2 separate regions of the Oryctolagus cuniculus genome follow, and region 1 is linked to region 2. The links are chromatin contacts, called in public Micro-C maps. All regions are on one chromosome and are shown on one strand. Each heading gives the region's core, a stretch centred on a gene start, on an enhancer-like site or on the middle of the called end of the contact. The rest is flanking DNA. Distances are from core to core; before and after follow the strand shown. Region 1 overlaps SCARB2 (scavenger receptor class B member 2). Region 2 holds the start of FAM47E (family with sequence similarity 47 member E).

What was found. Hi-C and Micro-C count contacts between places; a contact is called where the count stands out from the background.
Region 1: a contact with region 2 is called in a Micro-C map of ear pinna, with 2.7 times the contacts expected there. The contact joins the enhancer-like site here to the promoter of FAM47E in region 2. A contact is called at or near these places in 2 of 6 Hi-C or Micro-C datasets (ear pinna and an unstated tissue).

The regions. Positions count from the first base shown.
Region 1 is chr8:89,706,487-89,711,661 of mOryCun1.1, forward strand. All of the region lies in intron 1 of SCARB2 (scavenger receptor class B member 2), which reads left to right. Among named protein-coding and RNA genes, the nearest start is that of SCARB2, 20 kb to the left of the region's middle. Within about 2 kb of position 3,510, at least 2 of the 8 cell types and tissues checked have an H3K27ac peak or open chromatin away from gene starts, as enhancers often do.
Region 2 is chr8:89,636,131-89,641,282 of mOryCun1.1, forward strand. It overlaps FAM47E (family with sequence similarity 47 member E), which reads right to left and starts at 3,538. Exons shown (of 8, transcript XM_051819670.2): 1 at 2,873-3,538. The coding sequence starts at 3,349.

The DNA.
Region 1 (5,175 bases), core at 2,260-4,759, 70 kb after region 2:
GCTGGGTTGAATTCGCCAGGCTAGCCCGGGGAACTTAGATTGAATCCTAGTGGTGGAGACGCAAGCTACGCTGTGTTACTCGCGGAAGCCGCCGCGTGCAGAGAGAGCACGGGGCGTGAATAGATAAGGGAACGCTGGCGTAGGCCGTGGTTCAGACGCGAAAGGGTTAAGCGTGGAGACCGCGGACCGCGCAAAGCCGGGAAGCCGCGCAGAGAGGCGCGCGGGCTGAAGCGGCGCAGAGCCGGGAACCCGCCGGCGGGGCGAGGTGCCGGAAAGCCGCAGGGATAAGAGAAACAGAAGTTTGGAAGTGAAGTAAAAGAGAAATAGGAATGTTGGCAGACAGAAGTAAAATGGGAGAAATAGAAATGCCCGGAGATAGAGAAATAGAGAAAAATAAGGCCTCCCCTCAACATGCCAATTAGAAGGCTTGGATTCGGTCTGCCTAATCAAGTGAGGCGATGAGCACCTGCGGGCAGCTAGCAGCTTATGAGCTGCAGGTCACCGAAGATAGGCACGAACCAACACTAATAAGTCTCCCCCACAATAAGGCAATGAGAAGGCTTGGATTCGGTTTGCCTGATAGGTTTTGTAAGTCCCCTGCAGGCAGAGCAGAGCATGCGCTGCAGGGCACCGAACACAGGCATGCATCAGCGCCTAAAAACCTCCTCACAATGGCGAAGAGAGGACCCGGATTCGGTTTTCCTGATTGATAGGACTTGTAAGAGCCTGTGGCAACTCTAGCAAGTAGAGCAGAGTGTGTTCCGCGGGACACCGAAGACAGGCGCGTATCAACGCCAAAAATAAAAAGAAAGGGGGATCTGTGGGGAGCAAACCGGACTAGACTGTTACTGGAATTAAGACTTATTCTATGCATCTGCTCTCCCACAATATGGCGCTGGGAGAGAAGTAAACAGCTTCCGCACAGCTGCCTCCAGTTCAACCAATTAACTGTAGGACTTGCTCCTGATTGGAGAGCAGCGTACTCAGCCGAGTTGGGATTGGCGGAGGAGGACTATAAAGGAGGAGAGAGACGGCATGCACCAGAAACATCTATGGGGAACATCTAAGGGAACCCGTGCAGCCCCCGAGAGACCCGGCCGGCGGTGTGCCGCTCCCCTGCGGAAGTGGGGAATGCGGCCAGGGGGAACTGCCCTTCCACGGAGGTGGAAGGGATAGTAGCCAACCCGGGAAGAACCAGCAGCAAACCCGGGGAGGGCCGAGCAGACGAAAGAACAGCGCAGGGTTCAGTGTCGTTCCCCCACGAAGAGGGGGAGCGACACCAGAGGAAATAAACCTATGTACTAATGGTCCTGGTGTGGATTTTGGGGGTGTTTCATTTCCTTTCCTTTGTTTCCAAGTTTGCTATACACAAGGTAGGCCGAGCAGGGAGAGAGCAGAGTAACATTTACCTGTTGAAGGTAACAACTCAGTAGCCTCCCGTGTGAGCACAGGTTGGAAGCAATGCTTGACTTTTTGCTGCACATTTGTAGACTATTTGTCATTTTGGAGGTCTTTTCTAAATCTAGTGTGAATATAGAAATTTCTGGAGACTGATAATTTACTATGAGATGCAAGTATTTTTGCCTTAGGCAACAATGATATTTTCTTGCTCGTGAATCTATGTGACTCTGGTGTCCTTAGCTAAGTTTCTTCTCAAGGTCAGGGCCTATGCCTTTGGGGCCCAGAGAAAGCTCTCAGGATATCCATGTGAGCTGATTGAAGAGTGAGCTGTTCTGTCCAGATTATTCATTTAACTGTTGGTACCGCAGATTCGCCACATCATTTGCTAATCCTTCCATCATTTGTTTTAGTGGTAGAATCACAGTATTGTGTCGGGAAAAAAGTCATCATGTTCTGCTTGCCCACAATTAATGAACACTACCTACAGTCACATTGTGGAATTGACTGGGGCCCTTAGAGTGATCTGTGCTCTAGTGGAAGCAACGCAGCTCAGCTGATGACAAGGTTGGGCTGGTGGCTGCCAGCACCCCCGTGAGCCCTCAGCGAGGGGTCTGTTGTTCCCAGCCATGGCTTTATGCTCAGAAGGCAAAGAGCTCCTTTGACTGGGGCTACTGGCTCCTTGTATCTGGCAGAATGCATGACTTCCTGTGCCAGGCGTTCTCTAGGCCTGAGGTTTTGATTTGCTGGTTTCTAAGCCTGCCTTTGCAGCTCAGGCTCGGGCAGTACACGCTTGAACGCACTGTGTCTGGGGGACAGAAATTAGAAGAGCAAGGAGACTGGCGGTCTCTCCCCAGCCATCCTATGGCGTGGGACTCGGGAGCACCTTTGGGGGCATTGGCGTACCTGCGCTGAGCAGTCACCCTTCGGAAGCTCTGGAGTTCTCCCTTTTCTCAGGTTCCTGACCAGGAGCTGACCATGACCTCACACAGCTGCCCAGGAAGTCCACAAGGGGTCAGAGTCCAGCTCGGTGTTTTGCTTCCGCTTGGCTGTCCCTTGAGGCTGGGCTTGTCAGAGAAGTACAGGGCACCAGGCACACTTGAATCAGACAAACAGCAAATACTATTTTAGTAGGAATGTGTCTCTGTGATATTCGGATTCACTTTGATTTCTTAGTAACACCGTGCCATAGCTACTGCATCTCTCTCTGAAATGCTCTCTGATCATTTGAGTATAAGTTGCCGACTTTATATCACTTTGACCCTAAATCCTTCCACGTGCATCTCGTAAAATTCAAAGCATTTTTGACATAGCCCAGGCAGTATTGGGGACACAGGTATGTTAAAAAGTTGTTTATCTGAAACTCACATGTAACGGGCATCTTGTGTTTTTATTTGGAAAACCTAGTGAATCTCCCCTGGGGAGCAGTGGGTGGCACCTGGACTTGGTTGGAATTGATTGAACTTACTTAGCTTTGTGGCTTGGGCAAGCTGGTGCCACCACTTTACCTGCAGATGGGAATTCTTTGTTAAAACTAGTAATTGTTTATATATTTTATTTTTTTGTAAGGCAAAGAAACAGACGTAACAAAGAGAGATTTCACATCCACTGGTTCACTCCCCGAACTGCCCACAACAGCCAGGGCTGGACCAGGCCAAAGCCAGGAGCCTGGAGCTCAGTCTAGGTCTTCCCTGTGGGTGGCAGGGATCTAACTACTTGAGCCATCGTGGCTGCCTCTCAGGGTCTGCATTACAGGAAGCTGGATCAGAAGCAGAGTGGGGACTTGAACCAGGTCCTCCAATATGAGATGCAGGCGTCCCAAGCAGCATCTTAACGAGCGCACCAAACACCTGCCCCCAAAATGCAGATTCTTATGTTGCACAGTCAGTGTAGAGACTGGAGTGATGTCCACAGAGGCCCTGGGACTCCAGCAGACTTAGAGGAAATCACAGCTGCTGCGCTAATAATGGTCATTGTCCTCTGAGCTGACAGGAGATTAAAATAAAGATGCAACTGTTTTAGCAATGCTGGCAGCTGTATTTACAACTTCCCTCTGTTCTCCCTCTCCCTCTCGTATACACACACACACCCCACAGTCTGCTCTGGGATGTACTGAGTGTTCCCTGGGAGCATCCAACCGTGTGGGCTGGAGGGAGGGAGACACATTCAGGATTAAGAAGCAGCCAGCAACTCTTGGGGGCAAGAGTTGAATGAACTCTAAGGGGTATCTAAGAAGGAGTCTGGACACAGTCGACTCGGCTGGAGAACTGCCGTGGGGGTACAGGCAGACTGGGGGAGCCCGAGGCTGCCGTGGGGGTGCAGGCAGACTGTGGGGGAGCCCGAGGCTGTAACACAGTCTGCCATCTGCTGTGACTGGCACGCTGTCCCCCTGCTGTTGCTGTTCTGGTAGTCTGCTTTTGCTCTGTGTAGTTAAGGAGTCTCCTAATTCGACTAAACGATTATCTACTGAACGCTCATTTTGATGCTGAAAGTTGGCGGAACAGGTTCAAGTGGGACTGCTGACCGTGTCAGCACAGCGGGCTCACCCGCCTTCTGGAAAGGGTTCTGCCCTGCTACCTAGAAACTCTTCCGTCTGTCTTTGGACTAAAGCTGCCTCAGAGCTGGAGGCCAACCAGGCCAGGTAAACCACGTGTTCGCTCACCCTTGCTGGTTGCCTTGGTGTCCATCAACCTGACTTGATTTTCTTTAGTAAGTGAAGTGTCCAGTCCTTCCCCAGTCTGAAGTCTGCACTGGGGTGCTCGTCGGCAGATGCCCTGCCCTCGGCACAGGCCTGCCTCGGGGTCCCCTCTATGGCCCTGCCCACACCTGCTCTTTCCAGCTTGTTCACTCCTCCCCAGAAAACAGAAACTCTTTTTTTTTTTTAGTCTAATAATAACTTTAATTTTGAAGTATTGATAAGATACATTCTTTTTTTGTTTTTTGTCATTTTATTTTTTTAATTGAATGTATACAAATTTCATGTATTTCTTGTATACAGATTTAGGAACATAGATACTTCCCTCCTCCTCCTCCCTCCTGCCCATGCTCCCAACCTTCCGCCTCCTTCCTCTCTGTTTGCTTAACACTGAGACACTTGGAGATCTTACAGCCCGCCCCCCTTTGCAGGAATCCTTTCAGAGTCTGGTTTCAGTCTAACTCTCCCAGCCATTGGACTGCACTGCCTGTGCTCACACAGGGAGGAGGTGCTTTACAAGGGGCTCATTAGGATTATGACAAGCATGAAGTGAGGTTCGGGCTGAGTACTTATCTCAGGACATATCGTTACTCGAGGTGCTGCATAAATGGTGGCTGTGAACTTGGTTTTTACTACTTCCGGTTGGGGTTGAGAAGAATCCAGTGCAGTGTGTGAATTAAAAAAGACTTCCAGGAGTCTGCTGAGATGTCAACAACCTAGCAGCTGTGAAGGGGAAAGTCTTTAGTCTGGATCCCTCTCCAGCCCCGCGTATAATCCAGTTTAGGTTGAAACCACAGGGAGTTAGCATAAAACTGGAAAGGAATAGAAAGTTCAACAGGAAAAGAATGCCTTAGAAAATTATGATAACTTATAACTTAGAGTAGAAAACAACCCTTAAAATGAAAAGACTAAGTAGAAATCAGAAACATACTTCATGGGCTAAGTTAAATGGAAAAAACCACTGATGGGGGCTGGCACTGTGGTGTAGCAGGTTGGGCAACCATCTGCAGTGCTAGTATCCCATGGGGGCACCGGTTCAAGTCCCGGCTGCTCCATTTCTAATCCAGTTCTTTGCTTGTGGC
Region 2 (5,152 bases), core at 2,288-4,787:
AAAGTGCGGGGTGTGGGTCAGACCGCGCCACTGGAGGAAACACAGGGGTGCCTGTCTCTTGGGGCAGACAGAGGAAGGCTGCTCTGAGCCCCCGTGAGGCCCTCGCCCCGGGGAGCCCCCCTCTGCCCCTCCTTGCTCTCTCGCAGGCCCTCCCTAGGCAGCCAGAGAAAATGATTTTTTGGGATCCCAGGGAGACATGCCCACAAGCCCTGGGACAGATCACCTCTGCAGGCATGGCGCCTCCAAGATTCGCGTAGAGAGCCAACGGGTGCAGGGCTCGGCGGACTTCCACCGCCCTGGGCATCCCAGGCTGTCTCTCTGGTCGGACTGGCCTGGGAACCGTGCGATGAATCCGGGGCAGACAGCTCCATGAGGGGCCGCGGGCGAGCCGACCTCCGGCATGTGAGCAGCCTTGTCCCACGTCATCCCACCCGCTTCTTACAAAGACCCAGCTCCGGCTGTTCAGGGAGTCTGGGGGCCCCCGCTGGGCCCTGGGCTTTGCTGAGCACCTGGAAGGAAGACAAGGTGCCGGGTCATGCACACCGCAGGCCTGGCGGGGCCCCATCCCCGTGGGGCTGTCAGGGGGACTGGCAAGGGGAGAACTGAGTCCTCCTCACTCCCAGTTCACACCACAGCATCCCATTGGGCCAGGCCCCACGGCTGTTGATTTTCTTGTATATTATGCCCACAGGCTGCTCTCATTTCCCTCCCTTACACAGGCAAAGTCATGGTGATGGATTGGAAATGTAGCCTTTGTTTGCATCCAGCCCAGACACTTCTGGGTTGTCATTTTGTGTGCATGCATTCCTAATTTATTTCAAGGAGACTGTCTCTCTCTTGTTTGCCAAGCACTATGTTTTAAGGCCTTATCCATGCATCCTCATGAAAATGGAAGCCATCACTGTGCCTGCCTGACTCAGATAATTCCAGAGTGTTGGTCTCTTTCCCTGAACCTCTTCTTCCTTTGCACCAAATTTAATCCTTGTTGCACCCAGAAGCAAAACCATTTTGAAGAGACTCCAGCCTGATCTCTAGTGGGTCCCAAAAACTTCATGCTTGCCGTGTGTACCTGTATGTGTGTGTCTTTAGGGCTTAACACAGCTAAATTACGAAAATCTCCATGAAAGGACATAAAAGCATTAACTAAAAATTGTTCTCACTGCTAAACAGCTAACTGGCAGAAAGGTCTTGAAACCTAATCTGGAGACAGATGACCCACTCAGCACGACCTATGAGCAAGTAACTGCCCGGATGATTGGAAATCATCCCCAAATTGCTTTTCTGCACATTTGCAATTCAAACATCAAGCACTTGAGAAAATTAAATCTTAGAGCCTGCAGTTTTGTTTAAGCGCAGTCAAAACAACTCACGCAGGAGAACATGTGACAGAAGCGAATGCAAGCCTCATGGGACATCAGAAATGGCAGCAACCCTGGACAACACCCAGAGGACATCTGGTCCCCCTCCTCACCTTGAAGCCGTGTTCCAGCAGGTAAGGGAGGCAGCCAGTGGAAGGGGAGAGCTGTCCTCTGCTCCACATCCCCGCTCAGCGACTCTGCTTACCTCTCACACATCACCACACCCATGAAAAACCTTGCTTGACCCACAAAATAAAACTGATACACTTTTCTGAATGTTCACTTTTTCACAGATACTTCCTTCTTTAACCATGCAAGAGAGTACTGCCGGACATGTATCCTAAAGAAAACTCACATCTGACAAAGACCTGGCCACCAAGGGTCACAGCAGCTTTATATGTGTAGCAGGCAGAAGCCCCTGAACCACTCCAGCCTGTTCCACGGGCCACCCAGGCCCCCACCACCACTCGGTAATGGAAACAAACAAAACAGACCGCTGAGACCCCGCAGCTTGGATGGAGCTCACCTACTTTACACTGAGTGAAAAACAGCCTGTCTCAGGATGTTATGTATTGAACCATTCTAATTAGCATCCTCCCGAGAACGGTAGAAACAGGAATAGATGTGTTGCAGCCGAGGGTTGGGGAGCAGGAACAGGAGTGGTTCGTTCGTGGTGACGGAACAGTTTTGTATCTTGATGTATACACATCTCGACATCCAAAATACACACACACACACACACACACACGCAAGAACTAACGAAATCCAAGTAAGGTCTGCGTTCAAGGGACTTCGCAAGCTCCCTAAGTAAGGAGCCCTGGTGATGTAACAGGGTACAACCCCAGGCAGCTGCGGGAAGCCCATCTGGGACCTGTGTGGTAATTTTACAACTTCTCCCGCGACTACAATCATTGCCAAACAAGGTTTTCACGTGAGGGTAAAAAGGTTCGGGAAGAGTGTGCACTGCTGACACGTCTGCAGCGCCCACTCCCTGCCCGGGACAGGTTTGCCTGCGCTATCCCCGTGCGTGCTCACCAGGGTCCTATAAAAGGCATGCCTCTCACCGACCCCGTGGGGACGGAAGCGCGCCCCGGAGCAGCCACTCGGTGCCCCTGGCTGCCGAATCTCAGGAGAGCCGCGACCGTCGGCACCCGCCGCCCTGCCCCGGGGGTCCCACAGCCCACACAGGGACCCAGGCGCACCTGGCGGGGGACTCGGCTCCCAGGCCGAGCAGGCACCCACCCACCCGAGCGGCCTGCGTGGCCGTCAGTGTCCCCTCTGGACACGGCGCCTTCATAGCTGCACCCCCGAGGGCTGTGAGGCGAGGGACGGAAGCGTCCTTTGCCGCGAGGGGCGCCGAGCGCCGGCGGTTTCACATCACAACGACGCAGGTGCAGGTGACACAGGCCCCCGGCCCGGCTCCCCGCGGCCGTCCCGGGCCATTTCCCCCCAGCCCCCACCCCGCTTCCAGCCCCCGCAAAGCGCCGGTCCCGGGCGCCCCCGCGCGGGCTCACCCCGGCCAGCGGCTCATGCCGGCGGGCAGCACGGACGCCAGCGAGGCCGCCTGCCGCCCGGCGCGGTGCGACCGCCGGGCCCGGGGCGTGTGTGTTCTCGGCCTCCCGCTCCCGTCGCTGGGAGACGGATCCGCCGCGCCTTCGCCCCGGTGCGGCCGGCCTCCCGCACGCCAGGGGGCGTGGGCCCGCCTGGGAAGGGCGAAGGCTCGGGCTTCGCTTGCCCGTCCCCGCGTCAGTGTCGCCGAAGCAAAGAAAGGTCTTTTTGCTGGCGGCGGCTCCGTAACTCCAGGACTGCGCGCTGTATGGTCGCCGGCCCATTTCCAGCCCCTTCCAGCTCACACGCTCCAGCAGGGACGTGGCCCCGGGCGGACAGGTGCACGCGGAAGTAGGGGACTGTAGGAGGATGTATTCTGCTCTGGCTAAATCCTCTCGAGTTAAATCTAAGTGTTGCTCCCAGAGGAAATAGCAGAAACCCATTCTCCTGACTCTTGCGATAATTAAATTTTGCCTGTTGCGGTGGGGTGATTTGTCTAGCCCTTTCTCTGGAGTCGTCTTCAAACTCGCTGGGCATCAGTTAGCTTCACCTCTGGGCATTTATTGAGAATGTGGACTGGATCAAAGGAGCCCTGGCCAGAACGGTCCCAGAATCTCCCCTTCCTGCGTGTATTCAGCCGCCTCTCCGTGCACCTGAGATGGCTCTTGGCTCTGTCACTTAGTACACGCACCTCTGGGCACGTGACCTGAACTGTTTATAACTTCCATTAATTACCTCGCCTGCGAATGAGGAAATAATAGCTGCCTATAGGGTTATTGGGAGGATTCCAGGAGATCAGGATCTACTCAACACAAGCGCAGCCAATCAAGAAGCCCTCAAGAACTGCTGCGAAATGAGGAAGTGGTATTTGTCAGTTAATGAGGAAAGTTGCATGGGGAAATCACTGTAAGTAGCCCAACTATGTAGTTATTTTTATCATCTTGGTGTCAGTGTGATTGCAGATTTATGCTTTTATTACTCTGAGGTGGTGGGATTCCTCCACGAAACACATGGTGAGGGTCACGCCCATCTTGCCCTGGTACTTGCTGGTCCTCATTCAGCAAATATTGATGGTGTGCACCGTGCAAGGCCCTGAAGATGTAGTGCGCAATGAAACATGCTGGCACCGCGGCTCACTTGGCTAATCCTCCGCCTGCGGCGCTGGCACACCGGTTTCTAGTCCCGGTTGCTCCTCTTCCAGTCCAGCTCTCTGCTGTGGCCCAGGAAGGCAGTGGAGGATGGCCCAAGTGCTTGGACCCTGCACCCGCATGGGAGGTCAGGAGGAAGCACCTGGTTCCTGGCTTCAGGTCGGCGCAGTTCTGCCTTAGCGGCCATTTTGGGGGGTGAACCAACGGAAGACCTTTCTCTCTCTCTCTTTCACTGTCTAACTCTGCCTGTCAAAATAAATAAATAAATAAATAGAAAGAATGAAACAGACTTGGTCCTTGTCACCTTGGTACTTAGTATCGAGGGTTTGTTAAATTAATAAGAAACCATATATTGTCATATCCTCATTAGTTGACATGTGCTTCCTGTAGTAAATCCGACTCCATATTTGATTGGAAACAATTAACACTTTTTGATTTCACCACACATTCCATACTGTAAGTATATTCATTATTTAGGGAATGGTAGAAGCCAAGCACAATAAAATAATCAGGCTTTGAGTGAAAACAGTTATCGTTTTACACTGTATACTTAGCAAAGCTATCTTTCAATAACAGAAAACATCTTCAAAAAAGTTAAAACTGCAGCATTTATTGTCAGTAGATCACAACTAAAGAAAATTCTAAAGGTTATGCTTCAGATAAAGGAGAAATAATCACAAAGTGAATACCAAGAAGGAAAATGGAATGTTGACCAAAGAAAATAAGTGAGTAGATACTGTTAAAAAGTGCATTGTATAAAATAGTAATAGTAAAATATATAATAAGTAGAAGCTGACAAAAGAGATTTATGTGAATATCCTTTAATTGGGAAGAGGATAAATATATTGATTAAGGAAGTATAAAGAGCCGGCGCCGCGGCTCACTAGGCTAATCCTCCGCGTAGTGGCGCCGGCACACCAGGTTCTAGTCCCACTCGGGGCGCTGGATTCTGTCCTGGTTGCCCCTCTTCCAGGCCAGCTCTCTGCTGAGGCCCGGGAGTGCAGTGGAGGATGGCCCAGGTGCTTGGGCCCTGCACCCCATGGGAGACCAGGAGAAGCACCTGGCTCCTGCCATCGGATCAGCGCAGAGCGCCGGCCG